Linked DNA regions of Sus scrofa: regions 2, 3 and 4 are each linked to region 1. Evidence: chromatin contacts called from public Hi-C and HiChIP or PLAC-seq data. All regions are on one chromosome and are shown on one strand. Each heading gives the region's core, a stretch centred on a gene start, on an enhancer-like site or on the middle of the called end of the contact. The rest is flanking DNA. Distances are from core to core; before and after follow the strand shown.

Region 1 (2,931 bases), core at 244-2,743:
AAAGCAAAATTATATGATTAAAAATTGTTAGACAATGGTTCATCATGCTGTACAGTAGAAAAAATGACAGAACTCTGTAAACCAGCTATAATGGAAAAAATATCATTATATAAAATAAAGACAGTTCCCATCGTGGCGCAGTGGTTAACGAATCCGACTAGGAACCATGAGGTTGCGGCTTCGGTTCTTGGCCTCGCTCAGTGGGTTAACAATCCGGTGTTGCTGTGAGCTGTGGTGTAGGTTGCAGACGCCGCTCGGATCCCATGTTGCTGTGGCACTGGCGTAGGCTGGCAGCTACAGCTCGGATTCGACCGCTAGCCTCGTGAACCTCCATATGCCGTGGGAGCGACCCAAGAAATGGCAGAAAGACTAAATAAATAAAGACAAAATATTTTTTAAAATTGTTAAAAAAGAAAAAGAAAAAGGAATTCCCATCGTGGCACATTAGAAACGAATCCGACTAGGAACCATGAAGTTTCGGGTTAGATCCCTGGCCTTGCTCACCGGGTCAAGGATCCATTGTTGCCGTGAGCTGTGGTGTAGGTTTGCAGACGCTGCTTTGATCTGGCATTGCTGTGGCATAGGCTGGCAGCTACAGCTCTGATTAGACCCCCTAGTCTGGAAACCTCCATATGCCAGGGGTGCGGGCTCCCCCACCAAAAAAAAAGAAAAGAAAAAATTTTGTATTTTGTTTTCTTCTTCACTTTAGCATGTGTGTTCTGTTGCCATAATTGACATTTAAATGACCTCATAATATTGCTCTAAGTGACTATACTGATATTTAGCCATTCCCCAACAGTTGAGATTTGTTTTTTTAAATGAATGATGCCTTTAAGAACATTGTGCTCAAAGTGTTTTCTCTTTTCCAATGAGCTCTTCTTTTTTGTCTTTTTTGGGCCGCATCCCAAGGCATGTGGACTTCCCAGGCTAGGGGTCGAATCAAAGCTGTAAGCTGCCAGCCTGGACCACAGCCATCAGATCAAAGACTCTGCAGCTCTATCTAACCCACTGAGCTAGTGCCAGGGATGGAATCCACGTCATGGATACTAGTCATGTTCCTTACGGCTGAGCCACAACGGGAACTCCACCAATGACTTTATTAAATTTCCTTCTGAATAGATCTTGCCAGCTTACAGTATGACCAGCTATTTACTAATTTTCCCATTTCCCTTCAGCCAGCCTCTTCATCTCTAAGTATTATAGTTTAAAAAAATAACCTTTTGTTCATTTGATAAATGCAAGGTGGGCATCATGTGTTGTTAAAAGGCATTTTTGAAATGACTTGTGTTTTCTGTGGTTTAATTGGCATTGCCCAGCTTATTGTGGTCAGAGATCTCAGTTTGGAGCGCCTGAAGTTAGGGTTGATGCGGGCTCACGCGCCCCCTAACGACCAAAACTGCCAGTGACTGAGGGGGGACGGGGGGGGCTCTGAGTGCGTGCGCACTCCATTCTCCAAGCCGGTTTTGCGGCCACCGTTTTCCGGGGTGTGGGAGAAGAGCGAAGACGCTGGCGGGGACTTGACAATGCGCAGGCGCATCACGAAGCCTGTGGATTTGTGGCCAACCGAGCATGGGCGTGGGCTGGCTGCGTCGGCGCACTGGAGGCCTGGAGGGTCGAGGCGCGTGCGCAGTCGCGCTTCCTTCAGCTGCAGCCATGGCAGGCCAAGAGGATCCCGTGCAGCGGGAGATTCACCAGGATTGGGCGAACCGGGAGTACATTGAAGTCATCACCAGCAGCATCAAGAAAATCGCAGACTTTCTCAACTCGTTTGGTCAGCGGGCGAGCAGGGGGAGGCAGGGAGGAGGGGGGCCCGCCTAGGGAGGGCGCTGAGAAGCTTTGACGCGGGTTCTGGGAGCCGTGGGCTCCTGCTGGTGTTTGCTTCCGCCTTCAGGCCGCACTTTTCCCCTCTCGCTCTGACCCCCGGCCTCCACTGATCATTCCCTGTGGGGTTATCCTGCCCCACGCTGAGCTCATCGGCTTCATTGCCTTCCCCCCGCATCCAGTAACAAGTCCGTTCCTTTCCCGGACGTGTCAGACAGCCCCATCCATCGCCTGAATCTTTCCTTCTCTTCAGGCGTCTCCCTTCTTTTGTGCTTCGTTTCAGTCGTCACTTGGTGCTCAGAGAGCGCTGTCCAGAAGCCCTTTAGCGTCGAGCCTGTTAGTCGCCCCTCCTGTCGGTCCTTTCCTGTCTCGGCGTGTGCTGTGCAGAGTGGTAGATGAGAGCGGAGGAGGGCCCACATCGCGTCCGGCCAGGGACATCTCTGCATCGCTAGTATCTAGACCACAGTGGGTGTTGTCTGCTTCTAGCAAAATCTTTCCTTGGCATGACCTGTCCGTGACAGTCTTAAAGTTCCTTCCGCGTTGTTTCCTATCCTTGTGCTACACCCTGCAGCAGAGACTCCTGACTCTTGTTCTCCGAGTGTTACTTTGAAAGAACCGGGCACTGGGTAAACTTTTTATGTCATCACAAGGTGTGGGGATGACATCTAGTGATCTTTTTCCAGTTGTGCTTCTGGCCCACTAATTCAGCAACATTAAGCGATTAAGTAGGGGAAACTGATAAATTTAAAAAGACTTAAAAAGGAATTATTTTCTTGCTAAGAGAAGTCCAAAGGAGTGTATAAAGGTGACAGCAAGAGATTTGTCCAAAAGCATCAGCAAGACAAACTAGATCTGAGTACAAGGCTCTTTCTCAGTCTCTGTGGGGAAGACAGAATAAGAACCATTTCCTACAATTAAGTGATTTCTATTTTGAAGATGAAATAATGACATCAGAGCAAAGCAGAACATTGTTTCTGATTTAATATATTTACATATAGGAATTCCCCTTGTTGCTCGGCAGTAACAAACCTGACTAGTATCCATGAGGACCTGTGTTTGATTCTTGGCCACACTCAGTAATTTAAAGATCTGTGTTGCAGGAGCTGTAGT
Region 2 (2,931 bases), core at 244-2,743, 210 kb after region 1:
CTTGTTCAAATGACTAAAGCTAGTTAAGGTGGAACTGGGAGAAGAGCTCCACCTGCTAACCTGGAGCCCACAGAGCTTCTTACCCGAAGAGGCTGCCTCTCCAGAACACAGAATCATCATTACGCCCAATTCCCTCAGTCAAGAGCTGAAGGCTAAGTAGGAGCAGGAAGAATGTTTACTGCTAGTTTCATACTAGGTCACCAAAGGACTTTGGAGATAACTAGCATTTATTCTGAATCACTCTCACCCACCAATCATGCTTCTGAACAAGTGTAGTTTTTTTTGTTGTTGTTTTTTAAGCTCCTTTTTTTTTTTTTTTAAAAAAAGCCCTTCCTCCTGAGCACCTCAAGTCGTCTGGTTTCATTAATAAGAGACGGCCCTCAAAAACAATCAGCTTTTCAGAATTAATGACTTAAAAACTCAATTAGAAAGAGCTGAGTGTCAGGGCATAAGAGACCCCCAACTCTACTCATCAGCTGAAGAATCAGAGGCCAAAAAACCCCCGAGTAATTTAAAACCTGGTCCCCTGCAGAGCAAGAACCAAAGCCAGCGTCCTGACTCCTGGGACCACCTGGGTTTCCTCAAAACCCCAGGCACGCCCATTTTCCTGAGAGCAATGTTTTACTGAACCCTCACTCTGTGCCAGGCTCAGGCTATTTGCTTCCATTCATTAGTTCCCGCTGGCGGTCATTCACTGGATGAATAAGTGCAGAGTCAATGTACACTGTGCACCACAGACGTTTAAACACCTGAGCCCCTGCCTCAGAGAGCCATTCAGTTCATCTTTACATCAGTTTCCTAAAATGCCCATCACACCTCCGGGCCCTGGGCCAGGCAGCTACTCCATAAACACCTCTGCTGGGAAGGGAGGAGGGGGAAAGTAATGGTTTCGAGGGTTTGAATCTCAGCTCTGCCACTCGCTGCTCAAAAAGCTTCACCTCCCTGAACCTCTAGCTTCCGTATTTGTCAAGGGTCGATAATAACAACACCGACTTCACGGAGCTGTTAGCCGACTGAGATTAGGAACACTGCTTGGAACCTACCAAGGGCTCAGGATACAGTACCTCCTAAGGTATTATGGGTTTTTTTTCCCATTGTTGGAGAACAAGAAGGAAAGCAAGGAGCAGGAGACGCAGCAGCAGCGGGGGCCGAAGCGTTCCGGAGGGTTCCGCGGCCTCCGCTTAGCCTTCCCCCGGCCTCTGCCTCCAAAACGTTCAGACCTGTAGGGCTGCGGCCCTCCAAACCCGAAGCGGTAACGGAGAGCTGAATGGCCCCAGTCCGGGGCTTCAACCTCCCTGCAACGAGGAATCCGAGAGGCCGCGGCCGAAAGCCCCCTCGGCGACTCTGTCCCCAGCACTCACCATGGTGGCAACAGCAGAGGTGGTGGCGGCTCCAGGCCTCGGACGTGGCAGGACCCGGCGGCGCCCGGGAACAGCTCACTTCCGGCGCCGGGCTGGCCGGCCTTCGGGCACCTAGAGGGAGCCTCCGGGTAGCAGCACGCTCCGCTCGCACAAAGGTTCCGGGCCTTTCAGGGGCGGTGCCAAGCTCTCCCCTGGCCCCACTCCTTCTCGGTGCAGATTGCGCAAGACGTAAAGGGGCGGGACTCTCCTTTCCACTGCGACCAGGATCTGGGGACTTGGAATTTGAAGGTCTAGTCTCTCTTCTCTCTGCCAACTCTTCCCTTTTCCTGAGATCCACACATTTAAGAAAAAGGACTCATACATAACTACACCTTCACCCACTTCTCTGCGGTTTTGGGTGCCACTGGCCTTATGTTGAACATTGTAGGGGGATTAATTTTTGAGGTAATGGGTAGACCGGTCCTAGTACTTCCTTGTTGTTGGTCTCTCCACAGACCCCAAGGTTGGGACCAGGGACAGAGAAGGCCAGGGAATAACCCCCTACCAGAGGCTGAGCCTCTCGCCAGGCCCTCTCCAAGCTGGAAGACACAGACCTCCAAGCTGCCTGTTCCTCACGGCTCTGGGATCCTGTGAGTCAGGCCCACCAGATAGATTTTCCAGGCAAGGAGAGATCTCAGCCAGGCTCAGGCAGCAAGAGCCCAGGAGACAACCCCCAGCTTCCCCAAACCCTAGGTCTCTGGCTTCCCACTGGCTGTACAGCTGGACAGAGCCTGGGATCTCCCCTCAGCCACACATGGTCTGGCAGCTCTGGGCTCCTCATGGCTTTAAGGAATCCAGTGACTTAGAATGGAGCCTAGGCACCAGTTGGGTGAGTCAGAATCACTCAGTTTCCTCTCCTGAAATTGGAAGGAAGAGTCCTAGCAGGAAACGGTCACTGTTGGAGGGATGAAGTTTAATTAAGGCTCAGAGTGCAATAGACCCAGACTATCAAGGGGCTTTGGAGAAGGGGTTGAGTAGTCGGGTCTTACAGAACTCAGGGCTGGACCTCGGAGCAGTAACTCCTCCCCCACCCCCACTTCAGTGTTCAAGACCCTTAATTTCCCTCTAATGGAGAAATATTGCAGGGAACAAAGGGGGAGGGCCTCTTGGGTCGCCTGTTTTTTAAGGGTAGGCTCTGGTCTCGGATCTGTAGCTGTATTACTGATTCTCTGGATGATGAAGTCATATTACTTCTTTCCGAGCCTCTCTTTCCTCAAGTTGAAAATGGGGACAATGACTCATTAGCTATAATACAAATACAATGCATGGAGCATAGTTGTTATTAAAGGAATTCCCTGGTGTGGAAAGATTGGGGATTTGGGACAAATGGTGCAACTCTATCTTATTCATTAAGGTATTTGCTGGTGGAACTGTAAGGTTTTGAGTGCTGATTCTGGCATAAGACTAGGTATCAATACTGTTTCTCCTACTTAAGAGGTGGGCACACCCTTCACTTCTCTGAGCTGCTGTCTCCTCTTTGGTCAAGTGGGAATTGTAATAATACCTCCACTGGAAAGCTGATGCTGGGAGT
Region 3 (2,931 bases), core at 208-2,707, 160 kb before region 1:
GAAGGAGAAGGGTGAAGTGACAAGAACACAAATCAATAAACTCTAAGGCAAACCAAAAGCAGGGAGAAAAGCTTCAGGGAGGAAGTTCTGGGGAAAGGGTTGGGACCCCTCCCGTGGACATTCATGCTCAAACATTTATTGAGCATCCACTGTGCTTAAGAGTCTCATGATAAGCCAGTGATGACTCAGAAGCAGTCTGGCCCTGACGAACATCATGGAAATCACACACAGAAAAGACAGAGATAAGTACAAGCTAAAGCCAGAGAGTGTCTGTGGTAGGATTGGGGAGTGTCGAGGATGGTTCTGTCAACCTGAGGATTCTTCACAGTGCTTAGGAGAAGAGGATGGTTTGGGCTCACTTGGAATGTATATATCCAGCAATCATGTTGAGCTTTTACCCTGTGCCAGACACATGGGCTAGTAACTTGGTTCTTACACCTCTCTTTGAGGAGCTCAGATGTCTGAGCATGATCATCAAATGCCAAATGCATAAAATCATTTGAGATACCTTGGAGTAGAGAAGGACTCTAGTTATGAATAAAAATTGAGAAGCCAAAAAGAAAAGACTGTATATTCAACCACATTTAAAAAACTTTTCTGGGAGTTCCCACTGTGGCACAGTGGGTTAAATATCCAATGCTGTCTCTGAGGTGGCTCAGGTTGGATCCCTGCCCAGTGCAGTGGGTTAAGGATCTGGTGTTGCCGCAGCTGTGTGTAGGGGTATTCAATCCCTAGCCTGAGTGCAGCCATTTAAAACAAAAACAAACAAGACCAGCAATGCAGTACACAAACAACAAAGAATATGGGAGTTCCCATCATGCACAGCGGAAACAAATCCAACTAGGAACATGAGGTTGCAGGTTCCATCCCTGGCCTCACTCAGTGGGTTAAGGATCTGGCGTTGCCATAAACTGTGGTGTACGCCAGTGGCTACAGCTCTGATTTGACTCCTAGCCTGGGAACCTCCATAAGCCACAGGTTCGCTCTAAAAGACAAAAGACAAAACAAAGAATAGGAACATAGTTCAGGGAAAGGAAATCTAAATGACTCAAAACACATGGAAAAATGGTTTAGTTTTTCGGGTAACAATTTTGAAATGTTCTTATTTGTGTTTTATTGTGGTAAAATGCACATAACATAAAAGTAACAATTTTTGTCTTTTTAGGGCTGCACCCACAGCATATGGAGGGTCCCATGCTAGAGGTCGAATCCAAGCTGTAGCTGCTGGCCTACTCCACAGCCACAGCCACATCCATGCTGGATCCAAGCTGTGTATACAACCTACTCTTCAACTCACAGCAACACCAGATCCTTAACCCACTGAACAAGGCCAGGGGTCAAACCTACTTCCTCATGGATGCTAGTCAGATTTGTTTCTGCTGAGCCACAATGGGAACTTCTAAAAGTAATCATTTTTAAGTGTACAGTTTACTGGCATTAAGTATATTCACACTGTTGTGCAACCCTTACCACACTGATCTCCAGAACTTTTTCATCTCCTTTTCATCTCTGTACCCACTGAACAAGTCTCCATTCCTTCTTTCCTCTAGCCCTGCAGCCACTGCCCTGCTTTCTACTTCTACCTAATTTCTTTTTCTCATGGCCTTGACATTTTAAAGAAAGCACAGTCCAGTTATTTTGCAGAATGTCTTTCAATTTGAGTTTATCTGTCATCTCTTCATGATAGATTCAGGCTGAGTATTTTGGGCATGCACATCACAAAAGTGATGCTGTGTCCTCAGCTTTATCAGGAGGCAGAAAGATTCAGTTTGTCTCACTTCCGGTCAAGTTAATTTGCTTACTTAGTTAAGGGGATGCATGCCAGGTTTCTCCTGTGCCTTCTCCCGATATCTCCTGTGAAGTTACCGTTTCCTCTTTGCAATGATTAAGTAATCTGTGGGGAGATACTTTAAGACAGGATGGAAGATGTATGCTCTTGAGAAAGTCACATATCTTTTCCAGGAATAAGTTTCCCCAATCTGTGAAGTGGGGACTGAGACATCTTAAACTTGAGTGAGAGTTTAAGAAGTGAAAGTGCTGGAGAGGCTGGAGAATCAGCAAGACCTTGGCAAAAATATACATGTGCTGTGAATTAATATTCTGCACGGGGCAAAGTGCGGGGAGAGACTGCTGGGGCGGGGCCGAGAGCGCGCGCGTGCGTACGTGTTCTCCTGCGCGTGCGCTTGCACAGGGGAATGACCACAGAGTCGGTCCTCCAGGGACAGACAGGCCGGAAGTTGTCCTCGCGAAACCCCAGGCTCTTGGGTTGGCTGAGCTGAGGTGGCGCGAACGGCGTCCGTGGGCCGCTTGGCGTGGTAGTCGTGACAGCGGGTCGGTGTGACGGGCTCCTGGGTTCTGGGTGGGGACAATGGCGTCTCGGGCAGGCCCGCGAGCGGCTGGCACCGACGGCAGCGACTTTCAGCACCGGGAGCGCGTCGCCATGCACTACCAGATGAGGTATGAAGTGAGGCTAGATCTGCGGGCCAGGCCTCAGGATCTTGCTTCCCAGGCAGCCCCCGCGCACCTGCCAAGTCCCTCCTTCTAGGACAACCCGGAACCGGTCCCCAATCTCGAGAAGCCCCCTTGCTCCTCTGAGCTCCACCTTTGATCCCCCTGTGCCTCGAGGGGTCCGGCCCGCTCCACTGCGATGCTGGCCTGGCTCTCCGCCCTCGGGAACAGAATTTCTAATTGAGCCTCAGTTTTCTCATCTGGCAAGGGAAATTTAATCTGCCATTTTGATATTGGTGAATTAATGAGGCAACAATTAGCGTAAAGGACGTAGCATAACAGCCCGTAAGTCTGCCCAATACGTAGTAGCTGCTATATTTTGGGCTTTTTGGGGAATGTGGCCCTAAAATGAGTTTAATGGACCACCACCATCCACCAGCACGTAAGGTATATTTCTACATTCGTTTATTCCTTCAACAGATA
Region 4 (2,931 bases), core at 317-2,816, 140 kb before region 1:
GCCCCGGCCCGCTGCTGCTGCTCGCGTACTTCAGCCGCCTCTGCGCCAAGGGTGACATTCCCCGCCGCTGCGTGCCCTGCCCCCTACCGCCTGCTGCACGACCTGCACGTTCTGCGGCTCTGACGCGCGGCCCTTCCGCCGAAGCCACACTGGCCGCTTCGAGTCCCGCGGTTCTGCGGGGATCGCTGGAGCTGTGCCCAGCTTGGAACGGAAGCCGAAACCGCCGACCAGGCTGACAGAGCTCATACGATCTGGATCTGTGCACGACTAGAACCCTGAATCAGGTTTCTCACCTGGATCTTGAGGGCTCCTTCACCGCACGACTGGCAAAAAAGCCTTACTCTGCCCCCAGCTGGACAGAGCACTCACTCACTGCCCGCCCTTTCCCACTGTCTGGCTTCCTCAGAAGCCCCAAGGAGAGAGTCACTCTTTCCGGAGAACTCCCCGACCCCAGCCTGATGTGGGTGGGGAGTCATCCACTTCCTCTCTCCAGAATCCCAGAAAGAGAGTAGTTGCCTGTGCTCCAGTCCAGGCCAGAGATGTTGAGACTCGGGAGGGAGGCAGGCCCATGGCAGTTCTGAGTGGAAGGTGGCTCCAGAGGGGTGGGGGAACAGAAAAGCGTTTGGATGCTGGGGATCCCCTTTCTCAAACCGGCCCTGCCCAGAGTGGAGGGAGGAGGGTTCTGGATCCAGGAAAGGGGCTTTGGCCCTGGATGACCAGGGTAGAGGTGGGACATTGGAAACCAAGATAGAGGAAGATGAATAAAGGTGGACATTTTGGATAAACTAAGAAACAAGGAGCTGTGATTCTTCAGAAAGAAGAGAGGAAATCTCAGGTTCAGAAATGTGACGTGAGTCCCATGTTGTGCCTCCAGCCCATGGCATCAGCACAAATAGGACGGTGTCCTCCTGGCTCTGGGTACTGGATTCCTTCTCCCCACACCACAGTTGAGCATAGGCAGGAAGTGGTGAAAAGCCCACTTTCTGGTGCCCCTTGGCCCTGTCGTTAGAGCTCCTGTTCCGCAATGAGGAGAATGTGTGAAGGGTCCTAGGTACCCAGTCGCAAGGGACCTAGTGGGCACCAAGATCCCAGAGTCACATGGGAAGGGGAAATGCCCAGGATTGCCCTGGGTCTGGGGCCCCTCTGTGGAGCCCTCTCCTTAGGGATCCCAGCGTGAGTAAGAGCTCCCTTACTCAGCCTTGAGGCCACCGCCTCTCCAGGCAGCCCTCCCAGCCAGGTGTCAGCAGAGAAGGAGGAGGGGAAAAGAGGGAGGGGGTGAGGCTGCCACTCCAGTTCAGGGCTGCTGGCTCCCAGGCCTGGTGTTGGTGGAGGGACAGGGCGGGCGGGAACAGCCGGCTGCCTGCCGGGAGCCAAACGAAAGCACTCTGGCTGGGACAGGAGTCAGGACTCCGGGAGAGGAGAGCCAGCGCTGACCCAAGGCCGGGGAGGGATCTGGCCCTCCTGCCCACAGGCGCAGGGCTGAGTGGGAGCAGAGGTGTGGTGTCTGCCCCCCCTTGGGGGGGCAGGACAGGGCCTCAGGCCTGGGTGCTGCCTGGCACCTGGAAGATGCCTGTGCCCTGGTTCCTTCTGTCCTTGGCACTGGGCCGAAACCCTGTGGTCCTCTCTCTAGAGAGGTTTGGGGCTCAGGACGCTGCCCGCTGCTCTCCGGTGAGTCTGGGGCCCCCAGAGGGTTGAGGAAGGCTCAGGGTTCAGCCTGCGGCCGTTAAGGCCCTAGCCTGGCTCCTGTCACTGCCATCACTGTCAGAACTGCCCTGGCTGGTCTGTCGGGTGCTGATGGGGTAAGAGAAGAATGGGGAGGGGGGCAAAAAACTCGGTCTTGTCTTTTTTCTGGGAGGGACTTGGAAAGGGAGCCCCAGAAGAACGGGGATGGAGGGGGCGAGTTGGGGACCCAAGCCAGGAAAGAATGGTTAGATTTGAGCTCATAAACTCTGATTCATCTTTACCTCCTTCCTAGGGCCTTTCTGCCATCTCTGGGGTGAGTAGAGCTACTTTTAGAGAGAAAAGACCATCCCAGGTTGGCAAAAGGGAGGGGAGCTGTTCAGTCCTGGGCCCTTACCTCCCGCCCTCAACCCAGGAAGAGCCCAAAGCCCCTTGGCCCTCTGGGGGTGTCAGGTGCAATCAGACTGTGGGTCTGCACAGCTTCAGCTCCCACCCTACCCTTCATGCACAGATGGTGACGTGCTGTGCCTGCCTGGGGGCATTGTGTCTGCCCCAGGCCCTGTTCTGGTGCCCACACTCCTGCAGACAGAACTGGTGCTAAGGTGCCACAAGGAGACCGACTGCGACCTCTGTGTGCGTGTGGCTGTCCACTTGGCTGTGCATGGTGAGCCTATGGGTGGGATGGGCATGGGGACCAGGGTGTCTATCAGGCATTCTCAGGCATCCTCAGCATTCTCCTGAGGCACACCTGTCCAACAGACCCCCATGTTAGCCAGGTCCATCCCCCAGGCCTGGCCTTTGTTTCCTAGCACTGGGCTTCTTGGAAGGAAGCCAAAGCCAGAGCGGGTACCAGTCCTGAGCCTTTGCTCTCCGGGTCGCTTCCAGGGTCCTGGGAAGAAACCCTGCAGATGAAGAGGAGTTTGGAAGAACACCTGACCCAGGGCTAGAGGATCCTAGGAATGGTGAAGAGAACCTCACTGGCCCAACTGCCCTCATCAGAGCCTTGCCCCGGGCCCCTGGCCTTGACTGACACCTGCCCTGTTGCTCACAGCCTCTCTCAGGCCCATGTGGTGCTGTCCTTCCAGGCCTACCCTACTGCCCGCTGCGTCCTGCTGGAGGTGCAAGTGCCTGCTGCCCTTGTGCAAGCCTGGTCAGTCTGTGGTATGCAAAATAATAATAACAATAACAGCCTTCTAACCATGAATTCATGAAGCACTTTCACATGCATTTCTTAGTCCTGATTCTGGCAGG

What was found. A called contact is a pair of places that touch in the nucleus more often than the background predicts. HiChIP or PLAC-seq counts read pairs in DNA pulled down with a chosen protein or histone mark.
Region 2: a contact with region 1 is called in a Hi-C map of liver, with 7 times the contacts expected there. The contact joins the promoter of SEC13 here to the promoter of BRK1 in region 1. A contact is called at or near these places in 1 of 47 Hi-C or Micro-C datasets (liver) and 1 of 2 datasets of contacts at active chromatin or transcription factors (alveolar macrophages).
Region 3: a Hi-C map of liver shows a contact between it and region 1, with 4 times the contacts expected there. The contact joins the promoter of JAGN1 here to the promoter of BRK1 in region 1. A contact is called at or near these places in 4 of 47 Hi-C or Micro-C datasets (heart right ventricle, liver, mesenchymal stem cells and 1 more) and 1 of 2 datasets of contacts at active chromatin or transcription factors (alveolar macrophages).
Region 4: an H3K27ac HiChIP or PLAC-seq map of alveolar macrophages shows a contact between it and region 1. The contact joins the promoter of IL17RC here to the promoter of BRK1 in region 1. A contact is called at or near these places in 1 of 47 Hi-C or Micro-C datasets (skeletal muscle) and 1 of 2 datasets of contacts at active chromatin or transcription factors (alveolar macrophages).

The regions. Positions count from the first base shown.
Region 1 is chr13:66,313,945-66,316,875 of Sscrofa11.1, forward strand. BRK1 (protein BRICK1) reads left to right here and starts at 1,494. Exons shown (of 3, transcript XM_003132361.5): 1 at 1,494-1,771. The coding sequence starts at 1,570.
Region 2 is chr13:66,522,918-66,525,848 of Sscrofa11.1, forward strand. SEC13 (protein SEC13 homolog) reads right to left here and starts at 1,494. Exons shown (of 9, transcript XM_021069320.1): 1 at 1,362-1,494. The coding sequence starts at 1,364.
Region 3 is chr13:66,153,398-66,156,328 of Sscrofa11.1, forward strand. It overlaps JAGN1 (protein jagunal homolog 1), which reads left to right and starts at 1,458. Exons shown (of 8, transcript XM_021069312.1): 1 at 1,458-2,457. The coding sequence starts at 2,369.
Region 4 is chr13:66,177,732-66,180,662 of Sscrofa11.1, forward strand. It overlaps IL17RC (interleukin-17 receptor C), which reads left to right and starts at 1,567. Exons shown (of 13, transcript XM_021069809.1): 1 at 1,567-1,668; 2 at 2,266-2,344; 3 at 2,490-2,526; 4 at 2,732-2,804. The coding sequence starts at 1,567. IL17RE (interleukin-17 receptor E) reads left to right here. Exons shown (of 19, transcript XM_021069808.1): 19 at 1-236. The coding sequence ends at 236.